Linked DNA regions of Danio rerio: region 1 is linked to region 2. A link is a contact called in public Hi-C data. All regions are on one chromosome and are shown on one strand. Each heading gives the region's core, a stretch centred on a gene start, on an enhancer-like site or on the middle of the called end of the contact. The rest is flanking DNA. Distances are from core to core; before and after follow the strand shown. Region 1 holds the start of pkn2b (protein kinase N2b). Region 2 overlaps pkn2b (protein kinase N2b).

The links. A called contact is a pair of places that touch in the nucleus more often than the background predicts.
Region 1: a contact with region 2 is called in a Hi-C map of an unstated tissue, with 3 times the contacts expected there. The contact joins the promoter of pkn2b here to the enhancer-like site in region 2. A contact is called at or near these places in 2 of 18 Hi-C or Micro-C datasets (caudal fin and an unstated tissue) and 1 of 4 datasets of contacts at active chromatin or transcription factors (caudal fin).

Annotation. Positions count from the first base shown.
Region 1 is chr6:27,861,605-27,864,580 of GRCz12tu, forward strand. pkn2b (protein kinase N2b) reads right to left here and starts at 1,599. Exons shown (of 22, transcript NM_001290179.1): 1 at 1,203-1,599. The coding sequence starts at 1,223. It also overlaps a transcript of kyat3.2 not described here.
Region 2 is chr6:27,823,681-27,826,601 of GRCz12tu, forward strand. It overlaps pkn2b (protein kinase N2b), which reads right to left. Exons shown (of 22, transcript NM_001290179.1): 4 at 305-428. It also overlaps a transcript of kyat3.2 not described here. Among named protein-coding and RNA genes, the nearest start is that of pkn2b, 38 kb to the right of the region's middle. Within about 2 kb of position 1,376, at least 14 of the 62 cell types and tissues checked have an H3K27ac peak or open chromatin away from gene starts, as enhancers often do.

The DNA of each region.
Region 1 (2,976 bases), core at 349-2,848, 38 kb after region 2:
GTCTGCGTTCTTGTGTTTACATTGTAGTCTAACTGCACCAGATGCCCATCTTTTCGGTTGTCTTGGTCCACTAGTTCATATTAAGGGTCCACACTTGTCAACTAAATGACACTAAGAGAAATCGCACCAGAGATAAATGTAATCAAGCGTAAAATCATCCTTAATCAATACACGTAAAGCATTAAACACACAATGATTTAAAGCACCAAAAGAAAGTTTAATCCCTAAACAGATCCAAATCAGACCCCAGCATTAGTCACATGACCAATTTTGTGAAAACCATCAAATTAGGCAAAAGCTGTAGTAAAACCCTTACATAAGACAAAATATCCATTTACATGTCTGACCTTCAATTTGCAAAAACATTGTTTCTCCTGATGGTTCATTCCCAAGAAACCAAAAAATAAATAAATAAATAAATAAATAAATAAATAAATAAATAAATAAATAAATAAATAAATAAAAATTAGCTACACATTGTTCAGTGCTGGCTTTTTGACGCGTAAAGTTAGTCATTTGTAAATTACGTCAAGTTCATCGTCATTTTACACGAAAGGAAAAGCAGGCAAACAAATACTGACATTGCTTCATACAAGTGTTTCAGGGAGTTGCCAGGGTGGAATCGTTCAGGATATGTTACTAATAATAGATTTTACTCCAGATTTTCCCCTCACCACACACGCAAAAGAGAGGTTCTGCTACATGTATTTCGTGTTTAGCCAAATATATATATTCGTTTAATGTTTAATTTCTACAATTATGAGTGAACAAATTGATTTTATTAGTTCAAGTTTGCACGAAGGAAAGCACTTTAAGCTTTCAAACGATCCGCATAGCATTAAATACAGTAAATATGCAGTTGAGGAAACAAAGTAACATCATGACTGCACCAGTTACAAGAGCTATGCGAACAAGCACAAACATTGCACGACTGCCTTTCTTCGTATAAATTCGATCACGTTTCATGTATAACTTAATAGTTTAGCTATGGACTGGGATTGAAGCAACAGTTGGTTTCTGTGTCAATATTTCTAGGCCACATTTAACCCTTTCAGACACAGTTAAAAGTCACTACGCCAATCCTTAAGTCAAATGTTGACATTTTAAAGTGGTGTCCAGACGAAAACATAGAAGTCGCGATTAAAGTGTGTTGATGGTGTCGAAGCGCGCGGTTAGTAAACATTAGATAAAACAAGTCTCACCTGCACGGAATCGGCCGCCATCTTGCCTCTTAATAACTTTGAATCAAACTCAAGGGAGCAAAAAGGAGGAATGTCAGTAAGAAGTTAAACCTCTCCGCTCCTCTCCAAGTTAGCACGTATATCTTCCTGAGACTGAAGAAAACACATCGGATCCACGACTACTGCTATTCCACAGCGCAGCCGGTAAACTTTCCAATTCCCATGACGCTGCCGAAATATCCTTGTTTGATATATAGGAACGCAGTTGTGTAAAAGCTCGAAAAGTTTCAAGAAATCAGTGCGATGGTTTTCCGTGACAGATCCACGCAGAGGGACGTGGAAATGCGGCTGTTTTGAATGCGTGTATTGTTGAACACGCTCCTCTCCTCTGCTCTCCCAGCTGGAGTCAAATCCTACACTTCCAGTCATGTGATCAGAAACTCTATGCAAGCATTTTCCCATGAGTGTCCATGTTCACTGCCAAATATAGAGTTTAAATCATTCTTGTATATTTACTAGAGCGTTGTATCAGATTACATCACCGCGTAACGCTGGATAATTATAAAAACACATCAAACGGTAATTACACATTTGTTGATTATTTTTTTCACAGTACTGAGGTGGGGCTCAGTTTTTTTTTTCTTTTTTCCTTGTAAGCTTCAACCTGTCAGAATGAATGGGTGTTTAGTTAACCAAGATTTGTGTCAAAGATGAAATGTAAAAACGTGATTTAGAGAAGACCCATAAATTATTATTTTATTTATTTATTTTTATTTAAATATTTGTACATTTTTATCAGGCTTTAAAAAACTAAAAAAAAAAAAAAAAAGTTAAATTAAAAGACTCTATTTAACAGTCACAGTGCAGCCCACAAATAGTGTTTAATGTTTTACTTTTATTGATTGTAAATTTTGTCATATTTTAATTCAATTTATTATTATTATTATTATTATTATTATTATTATTTACTTTTTAAATTATAATAACTTAATTTGTACGCTTCTAAATATTTTAATATGTAGAGGTCAGAATAAGAATGCTATTTATTTTTATATGAATATTTTGCATTAAAATGACGGTTCATGTTATTGCATGCAATTTTGACATTTTAGTTCCAGGTTTTTTTAAAACTTTAAATTAGTTACATATGTATTTAAAATTTCTTCATGTATAAAATTTGTTTTTGACATTTTAATTTCACATGGAAACCAAAATAGGTTGCCAAATAAATAAAATAAACAAATAAATACAATAATAATAATAATAGTGGCGCAGTAGGTATTGCTGTTCATTCTGCTGTGGCGACCCTGGATTAATAAAGGGACTAAGCCGACAAGAAGATGAATGAATAACAATAATATATAGTTAATATTTTTTCAGGCTGCACGGTGATGCAGTGGGTAGCACGTTCGCCTCACAGCAAGAAGGGCGCTGACTCTAGACCTAGCTGGGTCAGTTGGTGTTTTTGTGTGGAGTTTGCATGTTCTCCCTGTGTGCACGTGGGTTTTCTCTGGGTGCTCCACTTTCCCCCACAAGACATGCGCAATAGGTGAATTGGATGGAGTAAATTGTCCATAGTGTATGTGTGTGAATGAGTGTGTATGGATGTTTCCTAGTGATGGGTTGCAGCTGGAAGGGCATCTGCTGCGTAAAACATATGCTGTATAAGTTGGCGGTTCATTCCGCTGTGGCGACACCAGATTAATAATGAGACTAAGCCAAAAAGAAACTTAATGAATGAGTATGAGAATGAGAGCATGATAATATAATATAATATAATATAATATAATATAAT
Region 2 (2,921 bases), core at 126-2,625:
AAGTAGTCTTAACATGACAAGCAGGTGTTCTTTTTTTCACTTGGTAATCAAATAATACAATACGTATGACAAGTGAAATATTCAATACATAAAGCCAAAAATATATATTACAGATTAGTAATTATATTGTTCAACAGAAAAAAAAAGTGTCTGCAGCAGACTGATCTCACAGCACTTATATTTTATCACTTTCTGTATTCGCTCATTTTAGTTCAATATAGTCCAGTGAATGAGTTTTTATATACAACAATACAGTGCAAAGCATTTAGCTGTAATTAAAGAGAAAATCAGCTAGACCACATACCATCATTGTTCTCGTAGTTTATCTCGCTGGTCTGGCTGGCTTTGAGGATCTGCATTCGAATGAACTCTATCTTTGTCTTGCTGTCCTGAAGCATCTGCTGAGCTGCTGCAAGGAGTTTGCGGTCCTACAAATGAAGATAAACAGAAGGAAAACAACAACAGGGTCAGAGGGTTCAGAAAAAAAGATCTTTATAACAAAGTGTTTTTAAGTGCAAATCCATAGACCATAAACCATCAAACATGTATAAAAAGGGAATATAAACTATATCTAGTCTAAAATTATTCATTAAACAAAAATGTTGTATTCTGAGTAGTCAGTTAATAAGAGCTCCATGCCATTTAACAATTGAAGATATTGTATACATGTAGATAGTCATGAATGAAGATAAAAAATATATCACAAAATTCTGATGCTTTAAAATGTTCAAAAACAAATGTGTTGAATTCTTGAATTCTATGTTGTTGAAGTCTTCTCACAACATAATGACCTAAAATGATAAACACATTTTCAGCATATTAACTTTTTATAATTATTTTGTTCCTGTAGAAAATGATTAGCAAGCAATTGTTCAAAGTACTTGATTCCTGAGAGCCAATAAGATTCATTTTTGATTCACCGAGCTTCTGTTCATCATAAAAAAAATGTCAGTGTATTTCCAGAAGGTTTGGATTAAACCATGTGATTCACACTTTTCATTCATTTATCAATATTGTCAGAGTTTTTGGGTAAAAAGATTTTCAAATGAAAGACAGGAATCTCCAAGTAAGTGATTAAAATGACCTGCTGTGTACTGAAGATGAAAGAAAGTCTTGTGGATTTGCAATGACGTAAAGGTGAGTAAATGACAGTATTTTCAATTTAGGGTAAACTAACCCGATTAATTGTATACATTTTATTTATTTAAAGTTATTAAAGGATGCAAAATTCATGTTCTATGACCACATACTTTTCTTTCCTCCTTGCCGCTGGTTAGAAGTGTGAAGGAATGTTTGCTTGTCATTCAGCATTCAGATCCAGAGAGAGCAGCCCAGGAGTCTCTAAGGACTGAACTTCCTGTAAGCTACCATTAGAGGCTGACGTTACCTTAGAGGCCTTTCCTCCGGATGTCTGAAGCAGCTGGGAACCTGCATGCAGGACTCGACGCTTGAATAAAACAGTCAATTCTTGACTGACCGGACAAAAATGCACTCACATAATTTTGTTTACTTTAAAATGAAATTTCTGTCATTATTTACTCAACCTCATGCCATTCCAAACCCATAAGACAACTCTTTAAAAGATGACCTCCAAGCCCATATATCACTAAAATGTTTTGTGAGCAGACTTATAATGAACAATTTGTTGTCACACAAAAAAAAAAATTAAAATAAAAACAATCAATGGTAACCAATCTTGTCAACATTTTGACAAAGAAAGCTACTATGCAATAACATTTCCGTATCTATTAAGTGTCAGTGTCAGAGTTCACTGACTTAAAAAAACGATTTACTATGGATTGAATGACCATTACCTGTTAAAACAAACAGTACAACAAGTGTATCACATCTCATAATTGCACAATCAGTGTTTGAACCACAGAAAAAAGTCAATAAAATTTAAACTTTACATTTATCACAGAAAAGCCATATATAACTAATTAGTTAACAACAATAAAGGCCCATTTGCTGAACCTATTTTATATTTATTACATTTTTACTTTTTTGATATTGGCCTCTCATTTATTGAACCACTAATTAAGATAAACACCATTCTGTATATTTTAAAATGCACAGAATCAGAACAGATGCTCAAAATTATGACACCTCCAAAACTCCACTAATTTCGGCTTTAATTCACATATAAATCTTGATCAGTAAACATAGATAATTTAACCAAATTAGCTTAACACATGAAATCAACATCAAGCAAACATGTTTGAGCTTCTGTGACCATATTCAATGGTTATGTCACTAGTTTAATTGTCTTCTAAAGTAATCACATCTTCAGAAAACAGATTTACCTTTTGACCTCTTTGAGTGTTTGAAACATCAGTTTTTAAGAAATACAGAGTTTAAAAAGTAGGTATTAATTCAATCTTATTAAAAAAGTTTATTTTAAGTTTTAAAGCTTAACAGTTCTGAGTTTAAAATGTATCAACAAACCATCCAGTCACATTTGAATGCTAAAAAAGTAGAGTAACTCAAAGTAGTTAGCAAAATCTTAGTAAAAAAGGCAGAAATCTCAACTCTCTGACTATGTGGGCGTGTCCGCTGGCTAGAATCGCTGAAACCACGTCCACTGTCTCAACTGACAAATACCACTACTAATAACAATAGGTTAATACATGCTTAATAAATTAGCTTATACAGCCACACATGTTTGAATGCACTCAAATAGACAATACCAGTCAGTCAGCTTGGATACGATTTCATTTTACACTGTGGTGCTCATAACGGAGCTCTGTGGAATGTAAGATTGCAAGTGTAATGTAAATGGTGATATAGACAAGGATCAGATTTTACAGATTTTAAGGAGTCCTTTATTCTGATTCAACATCAATACAATAAAATAAACAAATAGCACGATTTTGGCTGCTTAGCCAGCTATGGAGTGCCCTAGTTGTGTGCGTCACATTTCA